Regions from separate parts of the Mus musculus genome. Here all the other regions are linked to region 2. A link is a contact called in public HiChIP or PLAC-seq data. All regions are on one chromosome and are shown on one strand. Each heading gives the region's core, a stretch centred on a gene start, on an enhancer-like site or on the middle of the called end of the contact. The rest is flanking DNA. Distances are from core to core; before and after follow the strand shown. Region 1 overlaps Dkk3 (dickkopf WNT signaling pathway inhibitor 3). Region 2 overlaps Tead1 (TEA domain family member 1). Region 3 has its middle 12 kb from the start of Dkk3.

Region 1 (3,424 bases), core at 840-3,339, 690 kb after region 2:
TTATATTTTGACTATCTCCAATCCATGCGCTAGTCACTTATCTCATTCACTACTCATTCACTAGCATTTCCTCCTGCTGGCCTATTGTATTACAGGCAGGTAAGTGTAAAAGAGTCTAACATCAAAGGGACCCAGGTCCAACCAACCAGCCAACCAACCAATCAACCGACCAACCAGCTAACCAATCAACCGACCAACCAGCCAACCAACCAACCAATCAACCAGCCAACCAGCCAACCAATCAACCAAATAAGTAATTACAATATGAGTGCATAGTTTATTTCTTTTTTAGGATTTAATGTGTGTGTGTGTGTGTGTGTGTGTGTGTGTGTGTGTGTATTTGTGTTTATATGCACGTGAGTGAAAGGAGGCCTGAAAAGGGTGTCAGTTCCCCTGGAGCTGTTATAGGCAGTTATGAACTACCTGGTATGGGTTCAGGGGATGGAACTCAGATCTTCTGGAAGAGCAGTATATGGTCTTCACCACTGAGACACCTCTCCAGCCCAATTTCTTTCACTGTGACACAGGGTCTTGCTATGGCTGTCATAGCCAAGTCTGGTCCTAGACTCCTGCCTCAGCCTCTCAAGTATATGGGTGTATACCACATGGTTTCTGAGGCAGAGACTGAACTAAGTAGAGCAGCCTGAGAGGAATTTGTTGGGTGGGTTGGTAGGGAATCTGCTTGCTCTGTAAGCCAAGACACTAACTGCCCCGTTGTTCTAGACTTTAGGGTATTGAAGATGTGGGAGGGAGGCAAGGTCTCTCTCTATCAGAAGGTGATGTGCTCCAGCACCAAAGCTTTTATTCTTTATGTTTCCAGGTCCTCAGGCATAAGGTGCAACAGGTAGCATTTCCCCAATGTGTGCATGCAGCTTAGGGAGCCAGACGGTAGGTTCACACTGCTTCTGTGCAGCTGCCATCAAAGCCTTCGTCTAGCCGGGCGTGGTGGCACACGCCTTTAATCCCAGCACTCGGGAGGCAGAGGCAGGCAAATTTTTGAGTTTGAGGCCAGCTTGGTCTACAAAGTGAGCTCCAGGACAGCCAGGGCTATACAGAGAAACCCTGTCTTGAGAAAACAAACAAACAAACAAACAAACAAAAAACAGAAAAAACAAAACAAAGCCTTCCTCTCCCACCCCAGGGTCTTGTGTAAGACAGGAGGGCTTCCTTCTCATCTTGAAAGCAGGGGAGACTCAAGCCCTTTGCATTCTTGATGGGCTTCCTGGAAGAGGCGGCGATTAGGCTGTATTTGCAAGGGTGTCTGAGAATCAGTTGCATGGGGGAGGGGCATTCCTCACTAAAGCATTGTTTGTTCAAAGCCAAGAAGACAAGAGCCTTAAGAACTGCAGAACACTTATTTCGAATGCCAGGCCATGGTAGGAACAGCAGCTGACGCTGGGAAGGGGTGGGGATTGGGTCAGGAGACTTGGAGAACCCAGCCAAGGAGTCAGGAGACATGCTGAATTAGGCATGTTCTGTGTCCACAAGGCTTTATCACTTTCTGTATTCCGTTTATGAGCTATCACATGATTTCCCCAAGCAGGGAGCCAGGAGGACTCGGCTTGGGTGGCAGAGATCATCTCTGAGAATGCAGCTTTGCTCAAGCTCAAAACCCAAGTCCCCGTCAGGCTGTAGAGTCTGTGTCCTGCAAGAGCCTGGCTTTGGGCCTAGAAGTCTGGAACATTTTACTTGAATGTGGAGCATGGGACAGATAACTCACACTGATTGTACCAATAATCTGGTTAGGCCAATGCCATTAGCTGCAGAGATCACAATGAGTTCTGTGACCTCTGCACATGTAGGGGCCAAACAGTGTCTGGTGCAGGCGTGTGGCTGTCTTTCTGCCCGGGGAACTTAGTGCTTCTTCCAGGCACTGACCCAGCGGCCTTTGCATCCTGTTTGTCAGATCTGTGGAGTCTTGCCCTTCTTTGCCCTTGGCGTGGTTCTGAAAACCACAAAGCTGTAGGCCCATCTTGTTTTGTTTTTAAAATAATATCACAAATGTAATAGAAGCAGGGTCTGCCATTCTCCCCATGGCTGGCCCCTCATTCGGTCACCGTGACTCAGATGTGATCAGATTAAGGAGCCCCTCCCCAAACCCAGCCACTTTCGAGCCAGGGTAAATACAAGCTGTGGAGAAATGACTAAGAGTTCCATAATACCTAGTGATTATGACGACAGCGAAGAGTCGACACAGTGAAAGCTAACATCGACTACTGTGTGCCAGGTACCTTGTGAGAGGTTTCTAGTACCCCTCCCACCATCTGCATGGTAGCCATCCAGGGATGATAATCATTGACCCCCATTTTACAGATGGAATAATGGAAGCACAGAGAAACAATCCAAGCTAGTAGGTGGCAGGACCAATACTAACAGGAGGGATAGAGCTTTGAAGTCTTTACTGACTCCAACAAACATATCTCTTCAGTGGAGTTTTTGTGTATTTGCTTGCTTGCTTGCTTCTATTTTTTAGTGGCCTGATCTCATGCAGCCCAAACTAGTTTCAAACTTGCTATATAGCTGAGGTTAACCTTCAGTTTTTGGCCCTCCGGGGGTAGTGGTGGGGACAAGTGGATCTCAGGTTCTCACTGGCCAGCCAGTCTACCTAAGACGGTATGGTGAGCTGCCGGTTCAGAGAGACACGATCTCAAACAATAATGTGAAGAATAATGAAGAAAGAGAAATGTATGTCAATGTCTGGTCCTCCCACACCATAAAAAAAAAAAAAAAAAAAAACAGACCCAGCTTTCAATTCTTGTGGGTGTGTACTCAGGAGTGGGATTCCCAGCATATGGGATCTTTTCTTTTTTTTTTTAAATATGTATATGGGTGTTTTGCCTACATGTATGTCTATGTGCCAGTCTCCTGCCTGGTGCCTAAGGTGGCTAGATGAGGGCACTGGATCCCCTGGAACTGGAGTTATAGAAGGTTGTAGGCTATTATGTGAATGCTAGGACTCTTACCTGGTTCCTCTAGAAGTGACCTAACCACTAAGCAATCTCTTCAGCCTCTCACAGGACTTTTTGGTTTGGGGTTTGTTGAAAGGCTGCAATATAACCTCCCACAGTGACTTTTGGTTTCAGAACCTGTGTCTGCCACAAGTATATATTCCCCCTCTCAAATCTCATCATTGTAGGCACTGCGAGATACACACACTGGGGCAGGAGGATTTCAAGTTTGAAGCCAATTGTGGGTATGTAGCAAACCCTGTCTCAAAAAGAAACAACATAAAAGCCAAACCCCAAATAACTCCTGGTCTCTCGTGTCCTCGGATGAGGCAATACTTTCCCTGTTCTGATTCCAGAAGTCGCCTCTGCAGCGTGGCAGCCCCTGCCTTGGGGCTTATATACGTATAAGACCCAGAAGAAAACTTATATACTTCTTCTAGCCAGCACTACTGGCCCCACATTCTCAGCCCGGACTG
Region 2 (3,556 bases), core at 441-2,940:
TAGAAGGAATATGGAATTCGAGAGAGTCCATTGCTTTTATACCTATTATATTTCTAATTACCCAGGTACCACAGATATCCTCCCTACCTTGCAAAACAAAACAAAAACCTAGATGTGCACACCACCTTTGGCCTTACCCGCCACTTTCTGCACACACTTCCCTGACACACCCTTTTTCCTCAGCACCTGTTGGGAGCTGTTCCTTTTGGATAAAATGACTAGCCTTCACTCTTTCCTGCCTCTGTGGTCCACCCAAAACTGCTGAACAATAATGTCTAAGTTCCTAAGACACCACGGCCTAGGACATCATGACCACTAGAAGGACCTTTTGATCACCAGTTCCTGACTCTCTGGATACTGTACAAGAACTGCCTGGTGATATGGTATACGGATTTGCCCAATTTCCTTGACAAATTCTGGGCTTCATGAAAGCAGGGGCCATATTCTGATTCCAGAGACTACTGTCTTCCTGGCTCACAGCACCTCAGGAGAGGCTACGATCGGCCGCCATACTGATGCTGGTTTCCATCTCTTCCTGTAACACTTTTACTCTGAAGAGCAGCACGGTGGGGCAGAAGAAGCAGTCATCTGATGTGTTCTCTCCACGGGGAACATGAAAGAGCTCCATGCTGGCAGAAGAAGGAAAAGCCAGGGCTCCCGTCCTTAAGGTACAACAGGATCTGGGTGGAAAGACTGTGGAATACTGAACTACCTGTGACTTTCCCTCCCCTCTGAGCGGCAGGTGAGACAAAGGACCAGAGGTAGGATGAGTGTAATAAACTCAGAAAACTAAGAACCTTGTATCTTCAGAATCCATTCACCCATCCGCCATCCATCCACCCACCCACCCACCTACCCATCCATCCGGCCGACACAGGGCCTCCCCACGATGCCTAGGCTGGTGTTGAAAATTGTCTATGAAGTTATCTCTCAGTCTTAAGCCTGGAGTAGTTGGCTGAGAGGCTTGTATTGGGACACCTGGCTTTCCTTTTTTTTTTAAAATTCTGGTGGCCTTCATAGCTTTTAGAAGTAGCATCTGCCCCAATCCACCTGACAAAAAGGTAAGTTGGCCTTTGAGAAAATACTTTCCAGGAAACATCTTTTCTTCACAACAGGTCAAACAGGTAAGAATCAACTCACTAACTCAGGGCCATATGCTGGGTATCCATAATGTTTTCTAAAGATAGAAGGACTATACATCTGCTAGCTCACCCACTACACTCAAGAGCCCATGCGTCATAGCCTTATATGGCTCTAGCCTTGAATTCTGCTTTGTAAAGATATCTCAAAGTGAAATTATCCAGCAAACCCTCGTGTGGATAGAAGGTTCCACAAGTCAACAACCGCTTAAGCAGTTTAAACCAACAAGCAAGATGCCTTCTATTTAAATGCTATGAGCGAATCTATTTTAAGCCTTTAAAAATCCTCCGGGCAGGTGTTTAAGCTGTGTACTGACTGCGCCTGTGGAAGCTCTGGGGTGGGGGATGGCAGGCTCTACTCTCCACGCAGGCAGCGTTTTGTTCAGACAATCTTCCTGCTGCAGGTCATGTGACAAAGGGCAAATAAACAGCATCTGGGGATTTTCAATTACAGACCTTCGCCCAGCATGCCTGCACTGTAATCTCTACCAGATGAGGCCCAGGCCTCCCTATTTTCAATAATTCACACACTGTGTACACAGAACATGACAATAAGGGCATTCATGGTGCGGCCTGATTCGCAGATCAAAGCTAGCAGAGGGCCAGGAGGGCCAGCTGTAAGCAGGCTCGGCTGCTGGATGCTTCGTGCTTTTCACAGGCTTGGAAAGGCTCTCCCCGGGACCTGGCAAGCCGGCCTCTTTCCTGAGTTGTATTGCTGAGCAAACTCTGAACTGGAATGGGGTGCCCTCGGGGACTGCGAGAGAGGCAGCCAATCCATGTGTATTTGGGAATGCTGGGAAAGCCACACAGCTCTGAGCCACTCCAAGAGCTGCCTCCTGGCTGGTGCACGATCAGGGTAAGAGTTCCTAGGACGGGTGGTACCTAAAAATATTCGGTCTAAAAACACTGTATGATACCTGGACAGCCTAAACCAGGCACTGTGTCTTCCCATTTAACCTGCAAGGCCACCCTGAGGACAGGTGACAAAGAGTCTTATTTTAAAAGTGCGTCATAGAACCTCAGGTGTGGGAAATCTAAGATAAGACATTCATTGTTACTAGTGATAGCTCTACAGTTAATTAACTCAATTCACTCACACGTGGTGACCAGTGTGCATTTAGCCACTGTGTATTGCGCACATGCACACACCTTGATGTCTAAACGCACAGGCTTCTCAAATCCTAAACATTCCAGATCCTGCAGAGGAGACTCTAGTAGGGACAGGACTTCCTCCTCCCGAGATTTCACACTATTCACTGAGGGCAGGAACCAGGAGAAAGCCATAATGGTGACTTCCTCTTTGCAAACACACGCTGCTCACCAGCTGTGACTGTAAGTCCTTCCCCCTTTTCTCTCTCATTCAGAATGGTTTCCTCCTAATCACAATAATTCTGAAAGTGCTAAAACATATCAATCGTTGGCTAAGCCTCGCCTACAAAGGGGCCAGCCGGCTGGCTTTTATGGCCTTGTCCGCAGCAGCTGATACTTCATTCAGCGACAAATCCAATTTGGCAGTTACAAGAGGGTTAGCATCCCTGAAAAACTATTGGGGTTGATCTGGCGCTCTGAGTAGACACATGCTCCCTCCCGGACATGCTGCTCTGCGGGTTTGTCTGCGGCCATACTTGGGTGTCTAGAAACAATAGTCTTTCTTGCACCCCCAAACACAACCCCTACGCCTGTACAATCTGATGGTGGTAGTGGTGACAGAGGAGGCAGCAGCCAGGCTAAGTGTTGGTGCAAAGTGACTAGTGGGCTTTATGGATGGACTCACTGACAAGGGAAAGTAGTAGTCACTCTACTTGTCACAGATTCCTAATACTGGGCAAAAGGAGATTGCTCTTAAATCTTTGTGTTTTAGGCCAGCTCTAAAGATGAGAAAATGTTAAGATTTTTTACCATTTGAATAAAATCTGCTTTGTAATAAGGACTCAGAACTAACCGAATCTGAAATTAAACTGCTCTTTCAAACATCAAATCGTGCCCCATGAGGGAGAGCAAGAGATTGACAGAAAGAATATTCATTTTTAAACGTTTACGTTCTTTCTAGCTTACTAAAGTTCAAGAGTCTCCAGAGAAAATAACTTAAATAATTCAGTCATAAAAAGAACCCCCATCCACCACCAAGATGTCATTTTTAAGCCACAAGGTAATTTATAAAGATAAAAAGGAAGTGATGTAACAGGAACTGGGGCTGGTTAGTCCTTAATATTAGGCTTTGTAGGCAATAGTTGGTTATTTATCCCAGCTACAGTTCTAATGACATTTAAAAAAAAAAAAAAAAGTGAGCCACAGGGACATCTGGTTTAAAAACATAAAATTTTTTCCGTGCCATAAAAGAGACACATGCAATTGTGGCTGGCGAGTTATCAGTGATGGAATATTCCATACATGGAGTTTTCATTTCATGGAGTTTT
Region 3 (3,100 bases), core at 479-2,978, 660 kb after region 2:
GAGACCAATTTCACACTGGATGGCGCTTAAGTGTAGGAGACCTCAAAGCCCACCCCCACAAAGACACACCCACTCCAACAAGGCCACACCCCCTCCAACAAGGCCACACCTCTTAGTAGTGCCATTCCCTGTGGGCCAAGCATTCAAATTTGTGAATCTATGGGGGCCAAAACTATTCAAACCACCACACATCCCTTGTCCCATTTCAACTTCCAGAGATTTTGTTTGTCTGTAGTTAAGAAACTGCTGGAAGGCTGGGTGTGGTGGAACACACTTTTGCTCCTAGCACTTGGAAAGCAGGAGTTCCAGACCTGCTCGGGCTACATAGCTAGTTGCAGGCCAGCTACATAGCTAGTTGCAGGCCGGCTACATAGTGAAATTTTGTTTCAAAAATAAAATAAAATAAAATAAAAGAAGTCTAAGCTGCTTCCCTCCTGGTGACAGTGTCTGTCCTCTGTTGACTGCTGGTCCTGCTACATCTTGCATGGCCATCAGACTCCAGCTTCTCTGGCCTTCCAACATGGGCTGAAGACCAACAGTTCCTGAAGAATCCTCCAAGCCAGACTGGGTTTGCTGGAGCCGGCAGCTGGTGGACTGAACAACCAGATTGGGTTCTCGGCACCTCCAACATGCAGCCAGCCATTGTTGGATGACCCAGCCTTTGTAAACCAGTCTTGTGAAGGTCTTTTCATAACACTTTTCATTCTATTGGCCCTGTTCCTCTATGGAGCCCTGGCTAATAAACACACCACCTATGGGAGAGAAGATGGGGATTTGACTTTGAGCATCTGGCTTATTTCACATACTGAGATAATGTTTAGCTCCATCCATTTTCCTGAAAATAGTTGCTTTATTTGTTTCTTATGCCTGAATAACTCTGTATATTTGTATACTACATTCTCTTGGCTTTTAAGTCGGTCTTGGCTTTTAAGTCGGCTACTAGCTACTAAGCTGGCTATAGTGAATGCTGCAATGACTGAGTGGGTGCTCAGCAGTGACGTAGAGGAACCACACAAAATTCCATTACTACTTTTCTTCCCCCCTTCAAGACACAGTCTCATTATGTAGCGCTAGCTGGCCTTGAGCCTTCTGAGTAGATCAAACTGGCCTCAAACTCTCGGAGCTCTCCATGCCTCTGCCTCCTATGTGCTGGGATCAAAGGTCACTGTGCCAAGACCGTTTCTTGAGAACTTCTAGGAGCCTTCTTGAGATGCTCTGGTTGCAGGTTTTTCTCCTGGTCTCTGGGCCTGGATTCAGAGGAAGGACTGCTTGCCACCAGAGTACTTCTAAGGAATCATGGTTGTGTTGTCTGTGGCCAATGCTGGGCCCAGGGCTTTAGTGTATGGCTCAGTATGAATCTGACCCCCTATGAGGTACCAGACCACTAATCTCAGATGACGGGCTTCCTAACCTGAGTTTGCAGCAATATTAGTCTGTACATCCTATGGGCTGTGGAACCTTCTGGTAGCTCCACAGGCTGGGAAACCTTCAACACATTTGTTGTTTTGTGTGTGAGTCTAAGTGATGGAGTTTCTTGGGCATGCATCACTGTGCCTGGTTCAAGAGTAACAGCCTTAAACTGAGAACCCCAGCATCAGCACCCGGGACTGGATGGGGGCATGTTCTGCATGCAAACGTTGTTTATTAGGTGAACTTCTGACCCGGCTCTCCTGGCAGCTCTATGCTGGGAGGGAGATAAAAGGCTTGCCTGCGTAAACAAAAAGGGCAGTCCGCTGGACTCTCCGAAGCTCTTTGTGGTCCTAGCACATTTACTGTGGACACTCCCTTGCCGGCCTTCCCAGAGCTTGGCTGGGCCCACACAAAGGGGCTCTGTTCCTGCCCATGTCCGTGTGTGATAAAAGGCTTAAAGCTCTGCCAGCCAGGCCTGGTAATGATGTTGCTGATGGCTGTCTAACCATAGTCAGTGCTCCCCAGGGCTTCCTATGAGCCAGGCACTTTGCTGGGTGCTTTGAGGAGCTATTTCTTACAACAGACCCGGGAGGGAGATTGAGTTCCTGCCCTCCTTTTGTAGAGGAGGCCAACAGAGCTCAGAGAAGTGGAGAAAACTGCCAGCTCACCTGGGAGATGAGGAAGTAGTATTGCTTTGGACCACGCTTTTATAATTGAGTTGCAGTGTTGGGGAATAGGGAAGTGGCTCAGTGGGTGAAGGGCTTGATCCCTGGCACCCATGTAAAAAACAAACAAACAAAACAAAAACAAAACAAAAACAAAAACAAAACCACAACCAAGTCTGGTAGTGCACACTTGTAATCCAAGCACTGGGGAGGAGGAGGTGGTGGGTCCCTGAGGCTCCATAGTCAGCCAGTTCAGTCTAATCATTAAGTTCCAGGCCAATGAGAGACTTTATCTCAAACATCAAGGTGGATTGCTCCAGAGAAGTGAACTGAAGTTGGTCCTTTAACCTCCAGATCCACGTGCCCGAATACACCTCACAAGCATGCTCAGCCCATCCCGAAATGCAATGGCCCCTGGCAAGTTTCTTCTTTTTAAGGCAGACTTTTGTTGTTCTTTTGTAACAAATGAGATACCATATTTCAAAAAGTAAGGAAATGTTAGGGTTATACACACTGGCTTATCCAAGATTATGAGTCTAGAAGGCTTTGCAGGATAGCATCTGAGGCCTGGTTGCCAAACGCTTGTCAGAAAAGGCCTCCTGGGGTGCTGTCTAAGTCACGGTTTCTATTCCTGCACAAACATCATGACCAAGAAGCAGTTGGGGAGGAAAGGGTTTATTCAGCTTACACTTCCATACTGCTGTTCATCACCAAGGAAGTCAGGACTGGAACTCAAGCAGGTCAGGAAGCAGGAGCTGATGCAGAGGCCATGGAGGGGCGTTCTTTACTGGCTTGCTTCCCCTGGCTTGCTCAGCTTGCTTTCGTATAGAACCCAAGACTACCAGCCCAGAGATGGTACCACCCACAAGGGGCCCTTCCCCCTTGATCACTAATTGAGAAAATGCCCCACAGCTGGATCTCATGGAGGCACTTCCCCAACTGAAGCTCCTTTCTCTGTGATAACTCTAGCTTGTGTCAAGTTGACACACAAAACCGGCCAGTACAATTGACCCCTTGTCAACTTG

Evidence for each region. HiChIP or PLAC-seq counts read pairs in DNA pulled down with a chosen protein or histone mark.
Region 1: a contact with region 2 is called in an HNF4G HiChIP or PLAC-seq map of pancreatic cancer cells. The contact joins two enhancer-like sites. A contact is called at or near these places in 2 of 115 datasets of contacts at active chromatin or transcription factors (astrocytes and pancreatic cancer cells).
Region 3: a contact with region 2 is called in an H3K27ac HiChIP or PLAC-seq map of stem cell-derived neural progenitor cells, with 4 times the contacts expected there. The contact joins two enhancer-like sites. A contact is called at or near these places in 2 of 484 Hi-C or Micro-C datasets (liver and uterus), 2 of 115 datasets of contacts at active chromatin or transcription factors (pancreatic cancer cells and stem cell-derived neural progenitor cells) and 1 of 9 other capture datasets (embryonic tail).

The regions. Positions count from the first base shown.
Region 1 is chr7:112,137,071-112,140,494 of GRCm38.p6, reverse strand. All of the region lies in intron 4 of Dkk3 (dickkopf WNT signaling pathway inhibitor 3), which reads left to right. Among named protein-coding and RNA genes, the nearest start is that of Dkk3, 20 kb to the left of the region's middle. Within about 2 kb of position 2,089, at least 58 of the 459 cell types and tissues checked have an H3K27ac peak or open chromatin away from gene starts, as enhancers often do. A contact at or near this core is called in pancreatic cancer cells, where this site is marked.
Region 2 is chr7:112,824,540-112,828,095 of GRCm38.p6, reverse strand. All of the region lies in intron 2 of Tead1 (TEA domain family member 1), which reads right to left. Among named protein-coding and RNA genes, the nearest start is that of Rassf10, 130 kb to the left of the region's middle. Within about 2 kb of position 1,690, at least 183 of the 459 cell types and tissues checked have an H3K27ac peak or open chromatin away from gene starts, as enhancers often do. A contact at or near this core is called in pancreatic cancer cells and stem cell-derived neural progenitor cells, where this site is marked.
Region 3 is chr7:112,169,154-112,172,253 of GRCm38.p6, reverse strand. No RefSeq gene overlaps it. Among named protein-coding and RNA genes, the nearest start is that of Dkk3, 12 kb to the right of the region's middle. Within about 2 kb of position 1,728, at least 59 of the 459 cell types and tissues checked have an H3K27ac peak or open chromatin away from gene starts, as enhancers often do. A contact at or near this core is called in stem cell-derived neural progenitor cells, where this site is marked.